3 separate regions of the Mus musculus genome follow, and all the other regions are linked to region 1. A link is a contact called in public HiChIP or PLAC-seq data. All regions are on one chromosome and are shown on one strand. Each heading gives the region's core, a stretch centred on a gene start, on an enhancer-like site or on the middle of the called end of the contact. The rest is flanking DNA. Distances are from core to core; before and after follow the strand shown.

Region 1 (2,700 bases), core at 88-2,587:
ACTTCTAATTCTGGGATGGTAACTATATCCTGAGCATGGCCTGAAGGATCTTTGAGAGCAGCGTACTGTGACACTGAGCAGAGACCTGAACTGCTGAAGAACTACTTTCTCACTGTATTTCAGAGTCATCAGTTTGGCGCTTTCTTATATACTATGCTGTTCTATAAAGATGTACTAAGTTCTTCACAAATATTTCTAGTGGCTTTTTCTTAAATAGAAAGTAGGTGGGATGCTTTGATTCCTATAGTTTTAATATTTCCTAGGAGATAATTAAAGCCAGATTAAAGGAGCAGAGAGTTCGAGGCACACATAAAACTTTGAATGTAGAGATCTTCAAGTACTGCAAATGGTAGCGTGTGTTAATTAACTAGAAATGGTTCCTCTTTTTCCCTTGAATACATTCAAGCCATACATCCTTGTTAAAGTGCTTTTTAAATGCTGTGCTGAAGCCTCAAAGTAAACATTTTACCTCTGACTCCTAAAAATGTTCCAGGCTGTGGGTGTAGCCCAGGAGAAAACACACCCTTAGCATGCACATACTCACACAAAAGGAAAAATAATTCAGGGTTTTGACTGTTGAAATTTTAGCCCTTAATCCATCTAAGTACAGTATAAGCCTAAATTTTGCTTATTTGCAACAGAGAACTGAGAGTCTCACGGAAGTTATCTACGCATTTAATAAATGACTACAGATTTGTTGAATGATGACACCCAAGCTTTTTGGCTAGATCATAATTCTGACTTCACCAGAGTTTTGTGTGACCTTCAATAAGCCACGGTGTTTTCTCAGAGAGCTTTATTTCGAAGAGACATTAACCCAGTCACAGGTCCGGAAAAGCTTCTCAGGGTGCGGAGCTCCTGAAGGCACAGGCATTTTTTTTTTTTTCCTTTTTAAAAAGCACTGTCCTTTGCATTTTAGAAACACAGTTCCTGATATAGAATAAACATTGGGAATTTATGAGAGTTATTAGGTAGGTTGCATTCTTGGCAGGCTACGACCTCTTTAATGTCTTTTCTGTGTTTTTTTGATTACTAGCATATAAAAGGGTGGCCCTGTTTACTCAGAGATACGTTTCCAAAGTATTTACTAGTATTTATCTGTGCTGGGAGGAATAATTGTCTTGAGGGCAGCTTTTCTACTCAGTCACCCGGCTGAGTCCTCAGGCTTGGGATCTGGTCCCCAGGCTACAGGGAAGAGTTCGGCACGGGAAGCTCATCTTCCGGCCCTCTGATTGGCCAGTTCGCACTCCACTCACTGGTTTTCCCGCTCTGATTGGCCCCGGCAGCACCCCTTCGGCCCGCGACTACTTTGTGTGCCCTGGCTGCGCGGCTGGGTCCTCCCGCCCAGCTCGCCCTCCCGGACGGTCTGTCGGAGGTAGCCCTTCGGCACTCGGCTCAGCATCGCGGGCGTCAGGATCCCCGAGTGCGAGCGGGTAGGAAGCATCCTAGGGAAAAGCCTCTCCTCTCCTGTACTCAATAAACTTCCGCCTCCGAAGGGCTGAGGCAGCAGCGGCTGCGAACGGCCGGGCTTCGAACTCGGGCTCTGCGGGGTTCTTTCTCTTCAGATGAAGACAGAGCCCGCAGGGTAGCCGGACCGCCCGGAGCCGAGGTGGCACTGTGTGCTGGTGCCTCAGCGGATGAGCAGCAGAGAGTACCCCGAAACTAGTACAGAGCCCTATTGAGCCCCAGCGGGGTGCGCCTCTGGGTGGTGGGCCAGGCCGGCCAGGGCGTGGGGAGCGCTGCTCCCCTCAGCCTCCGACCCTCAGGCGGCCTTCGCCTGTAGAGACCAAAGCCGGAGCCCGCGCGCGGCCGCTGTCCGGCTGGAACTCGGGTCCCGCCGTGGCCCGGTGGATGCTGCAGCTCCGCTGTCCACCCGCACAGAGAGGAAGGGGACGGGGCGGAGCCTGTGCACATGCCAGGGTCGCTGGAGGAGGCCGCGGCCGGCGCATGCGCGCCCTCCCCCAGCAGGCTGGGACGCCGAGGGGCGCGCGCCCCTCTCCGCGCGCGCACGCTCGCTCGCTCGCTCCCTCGCTCGCGCCGGCCGGCGGCTTCCCCGCCTGCGCTCCCGGTCGGAGCCACTCCGGCGCGTGCGCGCGTGGTCTCGGGCCGACCCGAGTGGCCGGGTTCTCTGGGCTCCAGGCCCCCGCCGCCCCCTCCCCGGCTCCCAGCCAACCCGTCCCTCCCTTTCCTCACGGAATGGGGCCGGCGCTGCTCGGGGTCGCGCGTCCTGGACCCGGCTCGCGCTCGGTCTCGCGCTGTCAGCCGCTGCCTGGCTCGCGCCGCCTTGCGCTTTCCCTCAGTCAGTGGCGCCGAAGGCTCCGTTAAGCGGCGGCCGCGGTTCCTGTTTCCGTTTCTTCCTCTCCCTTCAGTCGGGAGTAGCATCCTCCACCCCAGCACCCCTCCCACTCTCCCGCCGCGGCCAGCTGCAGCTGGAGGCAGCGGCGGCGGCGACGGGGGACGGCGCCGACCGCCTCGCTCCCGCCTCGGGTAAGGGGGCGTTAGGGAGCCGGGCCCCGCGCGCCGCGGACTCCAGGACGGGGCGGGCGCGGGCTCTGTGGAGCCTGGGCTCGGGGCGCTCCTTCGTCCTCCCGCCGATACCGGGCCTGTTGCTGCAACTGCTGCAGCCGTTGCTCAGCCAGCGGCCCCGGGAAAAGTGGGGAGGGAGCCTCCGGGACACCCCGGCGTAGCCTTGGCCCCTTG
Region 2 (2,712 bases), core at 185-2,684, 570 kb after region 1:
TGCAACTAGCAGTGGTTCTAACCTTCCTAATGTTGTGACACTTTAATACATCCCATGTAGCAACCCCCAACCATAAAATGATTTTCATTGTTACTTCACAACTATAATTTGGCTACTGTTATGAACTGTAATGTAACTGTCTGATATGCAAGGGTGTTAGGTGACCCCTGTAAAAGGGCTGTTTGATTCCCAAGGGGATCAAGAACAACAGGTTGAGAACCTCTGCTCTGCAAAGAACCCAGAGACAGGAGACAGAGAACCCAAGCCAGGGTTTTATAAGTGTATCTAATTAGGAGGGTCCCTTTCAGTGGATCTGGGACAATTCTTCTGGCTTCTCACTGTATTCCCAGGAGACCAGACAATCCTCACTCTTACTGTAAGTTCACCAGGACCTCATGGTTTCCAGGGAAGACTGGGCAGGAAGGGATCCAAAGGGGTGAGCACGAGGCTCCGTCTATTGCAATGCAGGGTCTCTCAATACAAAAATCCTTTGGAAATGTGTTTCTAAAGCAGTGCTTTATGAGTCTGGAGAACGTTTGTTCCTCCATGCTGTGGAGCCAGGTGCTGTTCTGCACACAAAGACAATCTCATGAGGAGCCACTCCGGGGAGCCTTCTTGGACCATCCACTGAGCATTTAAATGCTTCCTTGAAGCAATTCTAGCTGGATCTTATCTCTAAAAAAAATCACACATTACATGTTAAATTGTACAAGTTCCATCTATTTAACTCAAGATGCCCCTTAGGTTCATGCCTTTTGGGGGGCTATATTCAATGCAATGGATTCATTTGCTTTATCGCGCCAGGTTTTTTAATAACAGTGTTGGAGGTTTGCTCTTCCTTTATTTCGGAATGTCGTTAATCTTTCGAGGCAGAGTCTCACTCTGTAACCGAGGCTGGCCCGGAACTCTCAGCAACCCTCCTGCTTCAGTCCTCTAAGGCCTGTCTGTCGTCACAGTCACAAACCAGCATATCCAGCCTGGATTCTTCTTCCATGCTGTCAGCTATTTGGTAGCCCCTACCCAGTGGTTTCCCATAAGTGGAGGGACTGTGGTAAAGCTGCAAAGCTCAAAGCTTGAGATCAGGTCCTTCATTCACACTGCACACCGAGACTTACATGCCCATTTGCAACCAAGGAGACTACTACGGCTTGAAAGCAGCCCTGCAAAAACGTCAGCTGGAGCTAAAAAAGCACCACAAGAGGTATTTTTGGACCTGGCCCCTGCACACGCAGGTTCTGTTTGCTTTAGGTTTTATCCATAGGCTAGAGGGAAGAGCACGTACTATACAAGATTTGTGCATTCATAAAAATAATCTTATTACCCCAAATATGCTCTTAAAATAAGCTATTTGGACGCTTTCCTCTCCTAAGGCAACATCTCTTTGCTCTCTGAAGCAATCACAAGGCTTCCGGTTATACTTAGCACCCTCCTTGGTTTCTGCAGTGTTCCTTGGTGAGCATGCACCCCGTTATAGTTGAAAGCATTTGCCAGCTGTAAATGTCTTCTCCAATCCCCTCTATAAAAGAATATTAAAATCAAGGCGCTTGTTGTTATGAGTTTCTAAAACAATGGTCCTGGAGGTACCAGCTGCTCTTTCTTATCGTAACAAACTTTCTTGGCAATGCTGAGCTACATCTTATAACATCCCTGGAGGGAAGTACTGAAATCCAGGAGCGGAGGTTACAAAGCCTTGGCTTCTATATGATCCAGAAGACTCCTGACAGGACCAGCTAACCTTGAAGGCTGGGGCTTGCGCCTTCTGTGGGTTGAATAATCAGGAAGTGAAATAGAAAGATGGAGGGAGGAAGGGGGAGAGGAGAAAGGGGACAGAGAGAGGGGTGTAGAGAAAGAGTCCCTGAGGCTCTTCACAAAATTTCTAGCTAGCTATTCAATAGTCCCACTTTGCAGCAGCTGTCCAGGCCAGACATACTGCTGGTTTCTGTAGGCACTGCTTCCCATCTGGAATACGAGGAAGGCCTTGAGCAAGGCATCCACATTTATGCCAAAGATGCTCCAAATGAACAAAGCAGGGACTGTTTGCTGTACAGACTCCAAAGAACAGAAACAGACCTTCCAACAGGAGCCTCATCAGACTCTCTGGTCTGCTAAGGAAACATTATCACAGGGAGGAGCTCAGAGGGGCTTTGCCACAACAAAAGCTTACATGACTCAGACACCAAAGCCAACTCAAAGCATTCGGAGGGGTGCAGTTTTATGTGCACGCTTTAGAGCTCAGTTCTAAAGGGCACGATTACCATAGCTCATCTTTCCGAATGCACACCAGACACTTTGCTTGTACTATTTGCTTCTGCCAACCATGGAAGAACCAGTAAGTAAAACATTTTATTAGGCCATAGTAATAAAAGTTAGACCATTTATGCTTTTAAATGTATATTATATTGTTTAATCTCCACAATGAACCAATGGGCTATCACTGCATTCATTTAGTAGGTGAGTAACTCAAAGACATTAAGTGAATACCAATGCATGCTCTGAACTCCCAGGCTTTACTACGAGTTCTCAAAATATTTGGGATCATTTCTCTAGCAGGTCCACCTGATCCTCATGCAAAATGAACCAGAGTCTGCCACTGTAGCATTCAGAATTCAGAATTAAGGATATGCAGAGAGCGAATGCCTGAGGTGGGGTTTGAACCCAGATGGGAAAGCTCTGATGTGCATAGTTTTAGCCCTGTTATCTTCCCTCTTCAAT
Region 3 (2,784 bases), core at 14-2,513, 610 kb after region 1:
GCAAGTTGACAATATGAGAAGAAAGGATTTGCTAATGCTTGCTGAGCATCCAAAGTGTAACACTGGAGAGATGGCTGAGTGTGTGTTCCTCCGGTCTCAGAGGCAGAACACAGGATGCTCACATTGCCATTGCTTCCCTTTCCATATCCATCATAGCTGTCACTCTGACTCCTCCACCATCTTCCTCTATCTCATCTCAATCCTTTGAGGATCTTGGAACATTTTGAGAATTGTAAAATACCAAGATCGTCAGAATGATATAAATACAAATATACAATTAGATAACCCTCCCTATTTTTAATGTATTTTTAAGGGGGCTCCTATCTCCAGCCACTAGAATCTATAGACCAGGGTCTGTGGGTTCAAGGTTTAGAAACCCTGTTCCAGACAGGTCCTCCACTGCTAATACCTCTCAATAGCATCACCCTGGACAATTACTCCCTCTTCCCCTACTTCTTCCTGCCTTCCCCTACTAGCTGGCTTCAGTACATGATTGGGCCAGTTGACGTGACACCATGGACAGATCAGTAGTTGTTTTCTGGGTCTGCTGGAAACAGCTAAATTCCCTGAAGCAAACCCTTAGTTATTGATTTTCTCTACTTGAACATTTTCATGATAATCCCTGATTAAATCATAAAACACTGCATCCGCCATCTGCTGCTTCCATCTCTTGAGCCAAACCTCAATTTCTTTGGGGCCCTTGAACTCAGAGGCAAGAAGTTCTAGAGATATGCACTTCATTTTTTCACTCAGTTAAGCACCAATAGCCATTGAGCATCTAATGCCAGGCGCTGTACTTAGTATCAGAAATGTGGAAACAATAAAACAGACCTTATCCTAAGTTCGAGGTCTATTTTCTCCTTCAAAACTATTGTATAATTACTAAGAATAACTATATAAGTGAAAAGTCCAGCTCTAAATATGTTATATGTTTTGTCATTACATTTTAAGGAAACTCAGTGAGCTAAGCATTGATATTAGCCTTATTTTGCAAATAGGACCATTGGAAAGTCCAAGGAATTTATTCAAACTGGAGAGAGGTAAAGACAGGATATAACACTAGACAGTTTGATTAAAACACCTTTAGAATCAACATCTCTCCCTGGTTATAGTTACAAAGCAGAGTTAGAGCCTTTAGCACCACTGAAATGTGAACAGATGTCTCAGAAAAAAATCAGTTCAGCAATGTGCATGTATTTAAGTAACCCCGGGGGTATCTGTGGTTGCCAAGAGACTGAAAGTCAGCAGGAATGTAATCAGAAGGTATTGACGGCTTTGTTAACCAGGGAGGGACTGAGGATCCTGGCAAGAGGATGATGTAGATGAATAGGAATGTGAGACTCCGGATTGCTAGAATCAAGCTGGCAGTCGGGGAACAAAGGAGCCCCAAGTTATAAACACATGCTTTAAAATTATATACATACTTCTATTTATAACTTTGGTAGACACAGATTATTTTTGAGGTTAAAAAAAAATGAAGAATGTAAAAAGTAGGTACTAAGACGCCTGACTGGCATGAAGAAAATATTTTTTAAACTCTATTTCTCATATTGGTAACTTCCAAAAGCCTCTGTTCTACCAGAAACTCAGTAGAATACAGGACTGGGGGTGGAGGGGCATTGAGAGGGGCGGTTCCTCCAAAAGGACAATTCAGTGTTTTACAAAGAAGTCTAAGGGTTATATAATTTGAGTGACCGTCCTTAAAAAAAATTATTACTATCAAAGTTAGATCTTGGGTATTAGAAAGGGCCAGAAGCAAAAGGTGTACTAGCTTTACAGCATAATTGACTCTGCCCAAGTGGGTGGTGGAGTCAGAGTGGTGCTGCTAAGACGTGTGGCTAATATCTGGCTGTAGTGACAGCTCCGACTGAGAGAGCAACCTTTGCAGAATAGAGAAACTACTGGAAGGCATTTTGATAAAAAAGATGCAGAACAATGGTGGGGGCTGTTGTCAGGGAAGCTTTGAGCAATCCAAGTCTCTGAGAAAGACACCCAGAGTTAATCTGAACAAGAGACCAATATTTGCTTATTAGCCTGTCAGTGTTTAAAATTAAGCCAGCTAGTGTCTATAGTACCCATGTACAAACTACAAGAAGACACTTACATAGGCAGGCAAAACGGAAAGATGAATCCCATTTGGCTGTGTTGCTCCAACTCTCCAACCTAGGTGCCTGCACAGCCTGGTCAAGCATTGCGGCAAAGGAGAAAGAATTCCCATCTCTTTCTGGGAGATTTCACTTGCAGGAAGAAATGCGAGCCAGGGAAATGAAAGGTGGATGGGAACCCCAATCCATCCTCCCAGTGAGGCATCTCTATGCTGTTTGCAATCCTCTCTGTCCAAGAGGCAAGCCCTGCACCTAGAAGCTTGGCTATTTTATAGCCTCCCTAAAAGAACCTACAAACATAGTTCTTTGACTCAGAAACTCCACTTCTTAGAATCTGCCTTATGAAAACCAGCAGTGGGAAAGATAACAATATAGGTAAACAAAATCTGCCCATTGTATTTATAGTATAAACAGAAGAAAACAACAACAAAGCCATCTGTATGTCTAATAATAGAAAACTAATTCATGGACTCGTGGTTACACCTTGCAACAAAGTACTCTCTGTGGTCCTGCTACTTGGAGGCTGAAAGAAAAGAAGGAGCTCAAGTTCAAGGGCTGCCCAGACTACTAAGTGACCTCAAGACTACCCCGAGGAGCTCAGAGACCCTGCCTCAAAACAAAATGAAAAGAAATTTGGGTGGAGATCCAGGCTTCATATAGGTGCTTTCCTAGCAAGCTC

The links. HiChIP or PLAC-seq counts read pairs in DNA pulled down with a chosen protein or histone mark.
Region 2: a contact with region 1 is called in an H3K27ac HiChIP or PLAC-seq map of SST interneurons, with 5 times the contacts expected there. The contact joins the enhancer-like site here to the promoter of Fut8 in region 1. A contact is called at or near these places in 13 of 39 promoter capture datasets (the 3T3-L1 cell line, the C10 cell line, the HPC-7 cell line and 8 more), 2 of 15 datasets of contacts at CTCF or cohesin (large pre-B cells and pro-B cells), 3 of 484 Hi-C or Micro-C datasets (the HPC-7 cell line, cerebral cortex and granulosa cells), 15 of 115 datasets of contacts at active chromatin or transcription factors (SST interneurons, craniofacial prominence, differentiating embryonic stem cells and 11 more) and 2 of 9 other capture datasets (adipose tissue and embryonic stem cells).
Region 3: an H3K4me3 HiChIP or PLAC-seq map of neural tube shows a contact between it and region 1, with 5 times the contacts expected there. The contact joins the enhancer-like site here to the promoter of Fut8 in region 1. A contact is called at or near these places in 4 of 39 promoter capture datasets (the 3T3-L1 cell line, cranial neural crest, frontonasal cranial neural crest and 1 more) and 12 of 115 datasets of contacts at active chromatin or transcription factors (astrocytes, differentiating embryonic stem cells, embryonic forebrain and 9 more).

Annotation. Positions count from the first base shown.
Region 1 is chr12:77,236,767-77,239,466 of GRCm38.p6, forward strand. Fut8 (fucosyltransferase 8) reads left to right here and starts at 1,338. Exons shown (of 12, transcript NM_016893.5): 1 at 1,338-1,433. 9530018F02Rik (a long non-coding RNA gene) reads right to left here and starts at 2,460. Exons shown (of 1, transcript XR_003950200.1): 1 at 1-2,460.
Region 2 is chr12:77,806,452-77,809,163 of GRCm38.p6, forward strand. All of the region lies in intron 1 of Gm35488 (a long non-coding RNA gene), which reads right to left. Among named protein-coding and RNA genes, the nearest start is that of Gm35488, 5.0 kb to the right of the region's middle. Within about 2 kb of position 1,435, at least 7 of the 459 cell types and tissues checked have an H3K27ac peak or open chromatin away from gene starts, as enhancers often do. A contact at or near this core is called in SST interneurons, where this site is marked.
Region 3 is chr12:77,851,563-77,854,346 of GRCm38.p6, forward strand. No RefSeq gene overlaps it. Among named protein-coding and RNA genes, the nearest start is that of Gm24070, 38 kb to the left of the region's middle. Within about 2 kb of position 1,264, at least 38 of the 459 cell types and tissues checked have an H3K27ac peak or open chromatin away from gene starts, as enhancers often do. A contact at or near this core is called in neural progenitor cells and neural tube, where this site is marked.